2 separate regions of the Zea mays genome follow, and region 2 is linked to region 1. The links are chromatin contacts, called in public Hi-C maps. All regions are on one chromosome and are shown on one strand. Each heading gives the region's core, a stretch centred on a gene start, on an enhancer-like site or on the middle of the called end of the contact. The rest is flanking DNA. Distances are from core to core; before and after follow the strand shown.

Region 1 (6,325 bases), core at 2,102-4,601:
AAAATCAGGGGATAACTCAATCCCCTCTTATTTTCGCGCTTAAGGTCACTTGGTTCTGGCTTTCTTACATCAGAGAACAGGCATTCGGGTTCTCGTCGCTGAAGAGCTGAGGAGGGTACTGGTAGGCATATCCGTATTCGCTCAGATGATTGGACCTCGGGTAGTGCATATACATGTTAGCAACGGCGCCAGGGTCTTTGTCTTTCCCTTCATCACCAGCATTGCCATCATCCTTCTGATTATCCGCTTCTTTCTTGTCTTCATCTTTCTTTTCCTCCTTGCCATCATCCTTCTTCTCCTCCCCACCTTCGGCTGCCTTCTTGTCATCCTTGGCATTTCCATCATCAACATTCTCAGCTGCAACCGGCTCAGACTTGACGATAGCAGCGTGCTTGCCAGTGCGCCTATACACATAATCAGACAGCTTGGCCTCCTCGAACACACCCTTCACAGTGACTTGAGAAGCCTTGAGGTCTGCCTCTACAGATTGCACGCCTGCAAGGCCACATTACAAATTAATTACTGAATTCTTGATATGTCTGCCTTGATTTGACATTCGCTAACTGAAGTAATAGTTAATTGACAATATACAGCATAATTTGCACTGTTCTCATTTAAAGATATTTTTTGTTAAAAAAGTAAAGCTAGTGAACTTAATCTAAATTTATTTGTAGTTTTTGTGACATGTTAACTACATGTTCAGTGCACCTCTCAGTCGAATACAAGGAGACAAGAGTACAAGACCAAGCATATCTTGTACCAAGCAGAAATTGAAACAGCGTAATAGTTATCAAGTTCCACAGACAGACTGAATCTTGACTGGTGTAATCATTGAAGTTTGATGTACCTTGCTAAAAATATAAAACATCATCCATCACAAGAAGACTTTAGTGAACTAATGGAAAGCTATGTTATGATGTGAACTGTCCGCCTCTCTCTCCATCAGTGTAAGCTTTTCGATTGAACTGATTGATGCATTGCATGCAACTTAATATGGTATCAGAGGCAAAGGTTGAACTGATTGATGCATGCAGCTTAATATGGTATCAGAGGCAAAGGTTACGAGTTCGAATTCTGGTTAGCACAATTAAATAAACATGCTCACTCATATTCAATGTCTAGGGCTCAGAGGCTCGATATGATGCGGAGTGTTAAAATACAAGTGAATTGTCCACCTCACTTCATCAGCTTATTTTTTTTGGTTGAACCCTGAGAGAGGCTCGACGAGATGCGGAGTGTTAAAATACAAGTGAATTGTCCACCTCACTTCATCAGCTTATTTTTTTAGTTGAACTGGTTGGTGCATGCAACATAATAGCAACAAATTTATACCTTTCATCTTGAGGATTCTCTTCTTGATCACTTGTGTGCAAGCCTCACAATGCATATGCACCTTGAGCACCACAGCGAGCACCGTTGCCTTTAGTACAAAACAAAACATCAATGTCTCAGTCCCATATCATAGAAACAATAGCAGTACACAATGCCCATAAAATTGATGCGGCAAATATTTGGAAGTAAAAATGGCAATGCAGTGTGTTCAAGAATCTAGGTAAGGATAATTCACCTCCTCTTTCTTCTCGGTTTTTGGTGGCTCAGGTTCTTCCTTTTTCTCCTCTTCCTTCTTCTCTTCTTTCGGTGGTGGCATTGGTGAGAGAAGCTCTACCTTGCGGCCTGTCTTCTTCTGCACCCGTTCCACCACCTTCATTGGGTCAGCAGCTGCCTTTTTCCCCTTAACGACCACCTTGTGTGCCTTCGTATCTGCAATAACATCTTCAACACCTGCACATCACAAAACCAGTATTCAGACTCTAGAAGCTCAATTAAACGACTCACACATTTGCACAAAAATAATTGCATAAAGAGGCAGCATACAAATTTCAGATAAATTCGTGGAACTTCAGTTCCGAGTTGAGGATACAATAATTAGTTAAACTTATGGCATACCCAGAATGGCAGAATCTTTACCATAATCCAATTACCAACATCAGATGACAGACAGAAGGGTTACATCTTTTTTAAGGCAACCTGGAAACTTTTTGAACATATGCCCAGAGAGGCATATACTAAACTGGAGTCGTCTGCATTATGAGATACTTGATTGGGCGTTAAGGTTGCTGGGATCTAAATTGTTTCACCACTAACACAGGATAACGTGCGACTCAGAGTGGTCTCCTCGAAGCAAGTATTTGCACACCTAACGTTTTCAAATGTAACTAAAACACCCACATGGTTTCGCATAAAAATTGCTATCCAGAGTCAATATCATAGAAGTCATCTGGAAACAAGTGGCGCCGCCATGTACTGTATGTACTATGATGATGCACAAGTACAAAGAGAAAATGACCAGTAGATTAAAAAAAGGAGAAAATTTTCAAACTCGCACCTTACGAAAGAGACGCCTTTAAACGTTCCCTTAAAGCGATGCAGTACACAAATAACTTGGTTACATTTCAAATGACTACAAAAACTACAAAAGTTTGCCCTTTTTCCAGAAGTACCGTAGAAACTCACTCCATGATTCAGATAGAGGAACCTGATTTCAAATAAAACATGGGAAAACAGAAAAAAACAAAAAAAAATGCAGATTTCAACATGATTTTTGTAACCATGGAAGAAGAGCAGAGCTAACAGTGCCAATATGCGAGGTCCTGTTAGGAAATCGGAGAGAAAAAAATAACAACTAATAGTATGCCAACTATCAAGAACACATCCTGTTAAAAAACAAAACAGTATACAAGAACACAACGGCACAAAGTACATCAGAAAAGAGAAGAGGTAATCTATTACCATCAAATCCCTTGAGAATCTTCTTGACCTTGCGCGCACAACCCTCGCAGTGCATGAAGACCCGCATGACCACCTCCTCCGGCGGCGGCGGTGGAAGAGACGGGGCCTCGTTCTTCTTCTCCTCCCCTCCTCCCCCCTCGCCCTTCTTCTCCTCCGCCTCCTTTACTTTGTCGGCCGGGGGCGCCGCCTCCTTCGCCTTCTCCTCCTGCACCAACACAGACAAAACAAAGCACATCAAGATCTTCCCGCACCTCTCCCAGTGTCAGAGGCTCAGAGCATCGCCGCCAAGAAGCAGCAGGCATTACCTCGCCCATGGTTCGCCCTCCTCTGCTGCACTCTCAAAGCCCTAGTGCTCAGTTTCAGTCAGTCACGCCTCTGCCGAATGGCGAGTGAGTGAGCGGTGGTTCTTGCTTCCGTTGGGAGTGAGCTGTAGGTAACTTTTGGCTGGCTGTAACTCACTGACGCTACTTGTAAGTTGTAACGCACCGCGCGCCGCAAGGGGCCAGAGGCCAGCGCCTAGCGGGGACGACGGTGCGGCGGGTTAGTGGGTCAGGCCGCCGGTCCGCACTGAAAATGCGTTGCAATTAAGAGCATCTTCAACAGTTTCTTAAAGGGAGAAATATCCTATGCAATCACTTATCCTGATGCAAACATTCAATCAAGCGATCTGGTGCATCCGATCTAGATCTAATGATGACTGTTATTTTATATTTAATCCCTTCCACCTAAAACATAATACCTATTTTATTTTTAACTCCTTCCATATGAAACCGTTGGATCTAGATTAGATGCTCTGGATAGTTTGATTTCACGCTTGCACCAAAATGAGTGATTGCACAGGATATGTCCTCTTCTTAAAGTATTCTAAATATAGTTTTTTGAAAAAACATAAAAATATGTTTCCAACATTTTTTCTAAAGCGTTCGCAATTTTTTTATAGCCCTTAAAACTTCCCCATTTATAGCTACAAATGAGGAGTTTTTTAGGCTCCCTAGAAACAATCTGCCGCTTTAAGGGTGCGGTTGGTTGATGAGTGGGAAAGAATAGAGTGGCTCCATTCTAATTTTCTGGTTGTTTGGTTTCCAACAAAATAAGAGTGTAGTGGCTCCTGGACCTCTTATGAAAATTTACTATAAGTAGTTGAAACGCTACCGCTCCACAAAAACAACCGGATGCGAGCGTTCTCCTGGACGTGATCGCTCTCCCTCCCATCCTCCCCTCTATACTCATATGGCTCTCGAACCAAACAAATAATCGAACGGCTCCGCTCTATTCTACTCTTCAACCAAACAATAAATGGAACGACTCTGTTATTCTTGCCAAACGCAGAATAGAATGACTTTATTCTCAAATACTAGAATGGAGCCACTCTATTATATTTGACTCTCCAACCAAACGCACCCTAAGGCATCCGTTGGAGTAAGGATTAAAATCTACCCCCACTAATTATTTAGATGTCCCTTAAAACTGATTTTGAGGAGTTATTTTCTGGAGAGCTCTTGGAGATGCTCTAATCACACCTGTCGTAGACTCTTCTCTAAAAATAGCAATGAGTACCCGAAACTCATATACTCGACACGTTTTACCTAATATAAAAGTGGGTATGGTACAAGTATAGATATATACTACCCATACCCGAATATCCATGTGTAATTTATACTCACCTCAGCTATATATATAATAATCTACTAAATTCTGTACATATAAATATATATTAGCTAAAAACATGATCACCTTGCATGTTTCTATATTACTTAATTATTTATCTTCTTTTGGAGATGCTCTAATCAGGCTTGTCGTAGGCTCTTCTCTAGAAATGGCAATGAGTACCCGAAACTCATATACTCGACACGTTTCTCAATTATTTCTCTTCTTTTATTTACTTACATTTTATTATTTATAATTTCAAATACACCATATATTCATTAGATTTATGCTATTTAATATGTGTTTAGCGGGTATCTAATAGGGTATGGGTTACCCGATGGGTTTTTTCATCGATGCGGGTACGAGTATGTCGGTGTTTATGACCCGACTGTGCACCATGGGATTCCCTACGCGATGCTTTTGAGCAGGACGGTGTCGTTGATTGCAACTCGATGGTACGTGCCGGAGCACGTCAGATTGCACAAGGATTTATACAGGTTTGGGTCGATAGAATGCGTAACAACCTACTTTTTGTTGAGACTATATATTGGAATTGCACTAGGGTACACGGATTACAAATGAGCTAAGGGTGGTGGAGGATGAGTTCTCCTGCCGATTTAGTAGCGTGTGGTTGCTACAAGAGGGCTAATGAGCTTTGAGATGGTGCTAGGATGTGGCCGATGAGAGATGGTATGAGATGTTTCGTAGGGTTACCCCATCGGCCTTGTATAGGTGACCAGAGGGTTATCCCTTTACAAGTTGTGATCACTATCTACTCTACCTAAACCCTCCTTTAACGTGGCATGTATTCCTACTTATCCGGAGTTCAGTAGCGTCCTTAACCGAGTGTGTTAGCCCTTCAGGTGTGTGCAACCTCTTCGCTCGAGATATCAGCGCTTCGGTCTGTGCATAACTCGGACGTCCGGTCTTCGTCTTCCTAGATCGAGCTTGTCCGGCCTGGTTGTGGCCCAATGGCCTGTCTCGCTAGGCAAGCCATCAGGAGGCCTATCAGGCGGCCCATGATGTGTTTCTATGTTCATGAGAACCTAGGGGATATCTATCTCCCACAAGCCCCCGAGGCTCAAGCCAACTTTTAAGAGCAATGGGCTCAAGACTCTAAGGAAGAATTGTGCCCTTTGACTTTTCTAAGCTTTTGAGTGCAAATTTGCTCCATCTTTGTATCCAGGTGCACCCAATGGGTGTAGCCCCAAGCTTTGAATTAATTTGAGCATCAATCAACTCAAAGGTCTTCTCAATCTTGCTTCTAGGTGAGGCTTTGATCCATCTTTGTATCCATTGGGTGCACCGTAGGTACACACAATGGGTGTAGCCCCTGAGATTTGAATTAATTTGAGCATCAATTAACTCAAAGGTCTTCACAATCTTGCTTTTGAAAGGTTTTGGTTTGCCGTATTAAACGTGATTCATTGGGCTGAAATCTAGCCAACTAAAATCCGACCGACTGAAGTCGTGCCGACTGAAACCTGACCGACTGGAACCTAGCCGATGGAGGTCCGACTGGATTGCGCTCGGCCATGGTTTTAGTGAGACCACTGACTAGGCTCAACCGATAGAGGTTCGGTCGACTCCAGTTTGACCGATCTTGAGTTTGTCATTTTTGTAGCTTTTGTGAATATCTCACGAATCGAGTTGCTTTAGAAAATCCTAGAAAATCCGGCCTATACACCCAATGGGTGTCTATGTTTTCTTGTCTCAAAATAGTAACCTGACGCAACAGGGCATAATAATGCGTCTGAGCAGTTGGTTTTACTCCTCTTTGGTGTCGTGTTACGCCAAGGGGTGTCAGTGACGTGCCATTTCTAGGAAATTTACACGACTCTTGAAGGCTTTGCGACATTTTGTTGTACGGGTGGTAGCCGAAGGTCGC
Region 2 (6,325 bases), core at 1,044-3,543, 210 kb before region 1:
TTATCTATAGCAAAACGAACATGATATGGAACATCATACTCACGCAAATCAATGATGTAATTTATGTAATCTTGTGGCCTTTCTACCCTGCCATAGTGCACATGATCAACAGACTAGATTCACAAATAAACACAGAAATGGATAAGGTAGTAAACATTAATCCAAATAAAACTATGGAAAGGACTATATAAAATACTTTTGCATAGGAAGCATAAATGTCTTAGATCACAATAATTAGGCTGGATGCTGGCGAAGTATATAGGCACCTTTTTACACCATGAATTGATTCAAATGCCTCCACAGCATCTATTTTTTCTTCGTTCTTTTCAACAACATGTAAAAGGTCATTCCTTACACGCATTAATTGTTGTACGGTGTCAAACTGAAGCTTCAGGTATTTTCTCTTCAAGCCAGAAAGATGATTTTTCTGCAACAAGAGTGGGATGTTAAAAGTTATATTCTACACCTGACCCAGACACATCAGAATGGCAGCAAAAAGACACAAACAATTAGCACATTGGCATCGCCCTTACTCATATTTAAATAACAATAATCTACAAGTTTAGCATCAAAATTTGAATCTGAACATATGAAGCATTCAACTTCAGCTAAATTCAAGAGATATATGAATCTCATTATGGCTATAACACAAGGATGGTCATCAATATAGAATCAAGTGCAGTGACACAAACCTAAGGAGATCAATTCCTGCAGAAAAATCTTAGACATAAACTTAGAGCCAAACTTATCGCCATGACATCATTTAATTGTGGACGTCAAACAGAATATTAGATTCAATATGCAGAGCAAGTGACAAACCAGATCTAAATCCTCTTTCTCAATTATTTCTATGTCAGAAATTTCCCCTTCATAACGTCGCCTAATATATGCCTCAACTTCCAACTCCATCTTGTCCTACAAAATTTAAAATATACCAAAATAGAACACCAAAACACAAATACTGCATGAGAAAAGGTTCAAGTTTCTCCATGATCGAATTTTATGATGGGAATATTAGAATAAAACCTCAAGCTCTAGCTCACCTTGGTCGCAGCATAAAAGTAAGGCCGAAACTTGTATTTCACTTTAAACGTAGACCCATCCTGCAAGAAACCATACGAAGTTAGACATAGAAGTTCAGACAGGCCTCATATTGTAATTGCAAAATTTACCTGTGATACAAAGTATAAGTCAACACAGCTGTAGATTTTTCCGGTGTCCTCGTCTTCCCATGATGACTGCAGGTGTTATAGGGGTTAAATTGTAATCTTACTTTTTTCCTTAAACAAAGCTCAGTCTTGATTTCATTTTACAATTAAGAAAATTTAAGGTAATGTCAGTTGATCAGATGACATGTATTTTTCTTTTTCCTCTTTTTAAGTACATGAATTCTCTCTTTTAACTTTTTATTAATATATTTACAATAAGGGTCAAATAATACTGTTTCACAAGACAAGAACCTTCAAGTCGCTCCTTAAAATATATTGTGAATCATCTACATTGAAACACTTTATTTACATTCAATGAAATTTCAACAATTTATGTAGCTCTATATATGAAACTAGAAGGACCAGTTTTTGTGGTATTTCAAGATGTTATATTAGTGAGTAGACACTAGTATGCACACAAGTTTTCACTAAGCTACATCAAAATTCACTGAGCGTTCCTACCTGCCAGCATACGGTGGTAGTCGCTTCAATGGCTAGAGCTATACTAACCAAACAGAAACTAAAATCTTTCTTGCTGATTTGCACATTTCTACTTGACTTTCGACCTCATTTCTAATGTATGCCAATTCAATCCAACGCGGATCACGGCATCGTGCAGGTCCGCCCCTAATTCCCGGGAGATCCACAGTTGAGACTCAACCCAAAACAACTGCAACGAAGAGACCAGAGAGGGCGAGATCGAACTCACCGGTGAAAAGGTGAGAAGCCATCCGAGGCGCCGCTCCCCATCAGTGTATGGCGCGAATCCTAGCCGGCTCTCGAGGAGCTCCTCCGCGCCCAGGCGCAGCCGCTGCTCCTTCGCCTTCGCCGACCCGCTCCGCCGCCAGTTCCCGCCGCCTCCGCCTCCGCCTCCCCGTCCGCCTCCTGTGGCAGCTGGACCCCGCCGCCCGCTCATGCTGGCAGGTGCGCTCCGTTGAGCGGGAATGGAAGACGCGCTGGCCCAGTGGCCGCTTGGATAGTTTGGACTGCCGTTGCACGCCGGGGAAGGGGAAGAGTGAACCCTAGATTTGGGTTTTGGCAAGGGGAGAAAGGCGCGCCAAAAGTTGAAGGCGGTTGGGGCTTTTCCCGCGCGCTTCAGTTCCGCTGTGGGCCGCTTTCTTTTCTCGTTTGCGTCCTACACGGGCCCCTGTATCTCTGTGGCCTGCTAGCCGGGGCCCGCTAGTGAGGATAATTGAGTCCGTCGATCTAACAGGTGAAATCTCACGTCTGTGGTGATGAATTGCAGTCCTATCAAAAAAAAAAGCATCCGCACTAGGTGTTGGGGTCTTCTTCTCCACCGAAGATACTCAAGACAAAGACATCATCGGTAAATTGATACTGAAGACTTTCTTTCTCTCTACCGAAGCTCCTCAAGACGAAGGTCTCGTCTAGAAGCAAACAATGGCAAGTGCCGAAGCTGCCACTAGCTTCGGCTTAGACCAAACAGATGAAAAAAAGACTAACTAGTCCCTAGTGGTTTATGTTATGATTATGAACAAATGTTAAAGGTTATAAATATATTTTTACCTGGGTTGCGTCACATGCCTATAAATTGGTGAACAATATCCTCGTACTGTTCACGCTGATTGGTAATCATTCTCGTATCAGCACCTTCAAGCAAGTCGAATGTATCAATGTAATGTAAATTTTGCTGATATTCGTGTGTATATTATAAAATATAAATGTGAATGAACCAATGAATTATATTTCTCATCTTTATGTATTCTTATTTGTTCACGAAATGATGAAGGCATGTCCTTCATGACCTTCGCCCGACGATCATTAAATCCAAGAGGAGGCAATGCTTCGGAAGACGAATGTCCTTAATGCTTAACGATTGTGTTGTCTTGTTCTTGATTCACAACATTTGAGAACAAGTGATTAACATTGGCGCCCACCTCTGGTGAACTCACTTCCACGACTGTGAGAATGGCTTCGCAAGGAACCCAAGTCGTGGCACCTTCAACTATGAAGCTGGTGCTCCCAATCACAGGTAGTTCAAGTTCTGAACCAGCTAATAAGAAGCAGAAAAAGGAGGCACAAAGAAGGGTACAACATGTTGGAGTGCATGGACCCTTCATCAAATCTAAGTGGTCTCATATACCAATCACCTTCTCCTAGGAAGACCTTTAGCTCAAGGACTATCTCCATAATGATGCAATGGCCATATCTTGTGTCATCAAGGGGTTTCTGGTGCACAACGTCCTTGTAGACACAAGCAGTGCAGCAGATATCATCTTTGCAAAAGCTTTCAGGCCGATGCAGCAGGAGGATGATAAGATACATGATGCAACACACCCCCTGTGTGGCTTTGGAGGAAGGCAGATAGTGGCGCTCGGGAAAATAACAATGCCAATCACCTTCGGTTATGTTCATAACACAAGGACAGAGCAAGTTGTTTTTGACATTGTTGATATGGAATAGCCCTGCAATGCAATCATTGGTCGAGGGACATTAAATGCCTTCGAAGCAATACTTCATACAACATATCTATGCATGAAGATATCATCTGACAAGGGTCCCATAGTTGTGCATGGAAGTCAAGAGGCTGCTAGAAGGGCCGAAGTGAACTGGACAGATTCAGAGGTCATCCATAACATAGATGAAGCCGAAGCTCATCAACAGTATAAGCATAAAAGAGATAAGGCCGCCTCAACAGATCAACCGAAGCCCATACTTCTATGTGAAGACATAACCGAGCAGAAAGTGTTGTTGGGGTCTCAATTGTCTGGTGAACAAGAAAAAACTTTGTTGAGGTTTCTGTTCAACAACAAGGATGTATTTGCTTGGTCAGCCAATGATCTTTGTGGTGTCAACAAAGACGTCATTGAGCACTCACTCAATGTAGATCCAGTTATCAGGCCAAGGAAGCAGAAGCTTCAGAAGATGTCCGATGACAAAGCCGAAGGTGCAAGAAACGAAGTCAACAGACTCCTGAGTGCCGGAGTAAGGGAGGTGACATATCTAGAGTGGCTAGCCAATACTATGATGGTGAAGAAGGCCAATGAAAAGTGTAGGATGTGCATTGATTTTACGGGTCTCAATAAAGCATGTCCGAAGGATGAGTTCCCTTTGCCAAGAATAGACTCCCTTATGGATGCAACATCTACTTTGGAGCTCATGATCCTATTAGATTGCGATTCAGGCTATCATCAAATCTGGATGAATAAGGAAGATAAGTCCAAGACAAGCTTCATAACCCCTAGTGGGACCTACTGCTACCTTCGGATGCTCTATGGGCTCAAGAATGCCGGAAGAAGCTTCAGCAGAATGACTGTCAAAGTCCTTAGCTCTCAGATTGGTAGGAATATTCTAACATATGTCGATGATATCATAGTGAAAAGTACCAAGCAAGAAAATCACATCGCCGATTTACAAGAAACATTTGCCAGAAAGGTCGGCCTCAAGCTCAACCCAGAGAAATGTGTCTTCGGAGTAAAGGGGAAATTTCTTGGGTGTCTTGTGTCAACAAAAGGAATTGAAGCTAACTGAAAGGGAATTAGGCTTATACCTAGTTCCTAATTGATTTTGGTGGTTGAATTGCCCAACACAAATAATTGGACTAACTAGTTTTGCTCCAGTGTATAAGTTATACAGGTGCCAAAGGTTCACACTTAGCCAATAAAAAGACCAAGAATTGGGTTCAACAAAAAGAGCAAGGGATAACCGAAGGCAGCCCTGGTCTGGCGCACCGGACTGTCCGGTGTGCCACCGGACTATGTCCGGTGCACCACCGGACAGTGTCCGGTGCACCAGGGGACTTCACGATGAACTCCTCACCTTCGAGAAAATCCAGAGGCGCTCCGCTATAATTCACCGGACTGTCCGGTGTACACCGGACAGTGTCCGGTGCTCCAAGGAAGAGCGTCTCAGAAACTCGCCAGCTTCGGGAATTCGCTCCGCTATAATTCACCGGACATGCCCGGTGTGCACTGGACTGTCCGGTGAGCCAGCGGAACAACGGCTACTTCGCGCCAACGGTCACCTGCAGAAGCATTAAATGCGCGCCAGAGCGCGCAGAAGTCAGGCACGCGCGAAGTGGCACACCGGACACTCTACAGTGCATGTCCGGTGCGCCACCGGACATCCAGGTGGGCCCAGAAGTCAGAGCTCCAACGGTCGGAACCCAACGGCCTGGTGACGTGGCTGGCGCACCGGACACTGTCCGGTGTGCACCGGTCTGTCCGGTGCACCATGCGACAGACAACCCCACCAAACGGCTAGTTTGGTGGTTGGGGCTATAAATACCCCCAACCACCCCACATTCAAGACATCCAAGTTTTCAACCTTCCAACCACCACTTACAAGAGCTAGGCATTCAATACAAGACACACCCAAGTGATCAAATCCTCTCCCAAATTCCACAAAAGCTTTAGTGTTAAGTGAGAGAGATTTGTTGTGTTCTTTTGAGCTCTTGCGCTTGGATCGCTTTCTTCTTTCTCATTCTTTCTTGTGATCAAACACTCACTTGTAACCAAGGCAAGAGACACCAATTGTGTGGTGGTCCTTGCGGGGAAGTTTTGTTCCAGGTTGATTTGAGAAGAGAAAGCTCACTCAGTCCGAGGGACCGTTTGAGAGAGGGAAAGGGTTGAAAGAGACCCGGTCTTTGTGACCACCTCAACGGGGTGTAGGCTTGCAAGAATCGAACCTCGGTAAACAAATTCGCGTGTCACACTTCTTATTCGCTTGAGATTTGTTTTGCGCCCTCTCTCGCGGACTCAATTATATTTCTAATGCTAACCCGGCTTGTAGTTGTGATTAACTTTGTAAATTTCAGTTTCGCCCTATTCACCCCCCCTCTAAGCGACTTTCAATTGGTATCAGAGCCTGGTGCTTCATTAGAGCCTAACCGCTCGAAGTGATGTCGGGAGATCACACCAAGAAGGAGATGGAGACCGGCGAAAAGCCCACTACAAGCCACAGGAAGGCTTCATCGGAAGAATCCCGCAAAAAGGGAAAGGGGAAGGAGAAGAAAGCTTCTTCCCACAAGTCGCATCGGAGTGGGGACAAGAAAAAGAAGATGAGGAAGGTGGTCTACTACGAGACCGACACCTCATCGCCCTCTACCACCGGCTCCGACGCGCCCTCCGTAACTTCTAAGCGCCATGAGCGCAAAA

Evidence for each region. A called contact is a pair of places that touch in the nucleus more often than the background predicts.
Region 2: a Hi-C map of tassel shows a contact between it and region 1, with 2.3 times the contacts expected there. The contact joins the promoter of LOC103627197 here to the promoter of LOC100304361 in region 1. A contact is called at or near these places in 2 of 25 Hi-C or Micro-C datasets (ear and tassel).

The regions. Positions count from the first base shown.
Region 1 is chr5:167,421,488-167,427,812 of Zm-B73-REFERENCE-NAM-5.0, reverse strand. It overlaps LOC100304361 (farnesylated protein 3), which reads right to left and starts at 3,351. Exons shown (of 5, transcript NM_001165799.1): 1 at 3,096-3,351; 2 at 2,791-2,995; 3 at 1,568-1,782; 4 at 1,333-1,420; 5 at 1-495. The coding sequence starts at 3,104. The coding sequence ends at 65.
Region 2 is chr5:167,626,085-167,632,409 of Zm-B73-REFERENCE-NAM-5.0, reverse strand. It overlaps LOC103627197 (DNA polymerase epsilon catalytic subunit A), which reads right to left and starts at 2,293. Exons shown (of 49, transcript XM_008647495.3): 1 at 1,918-2,293; 2 at 1,173-1,238; 3 at 1,044-1,103; 4 at 820-915; 5 at 267-427; 6 at 1-87. The coding sequence starts at 2,124.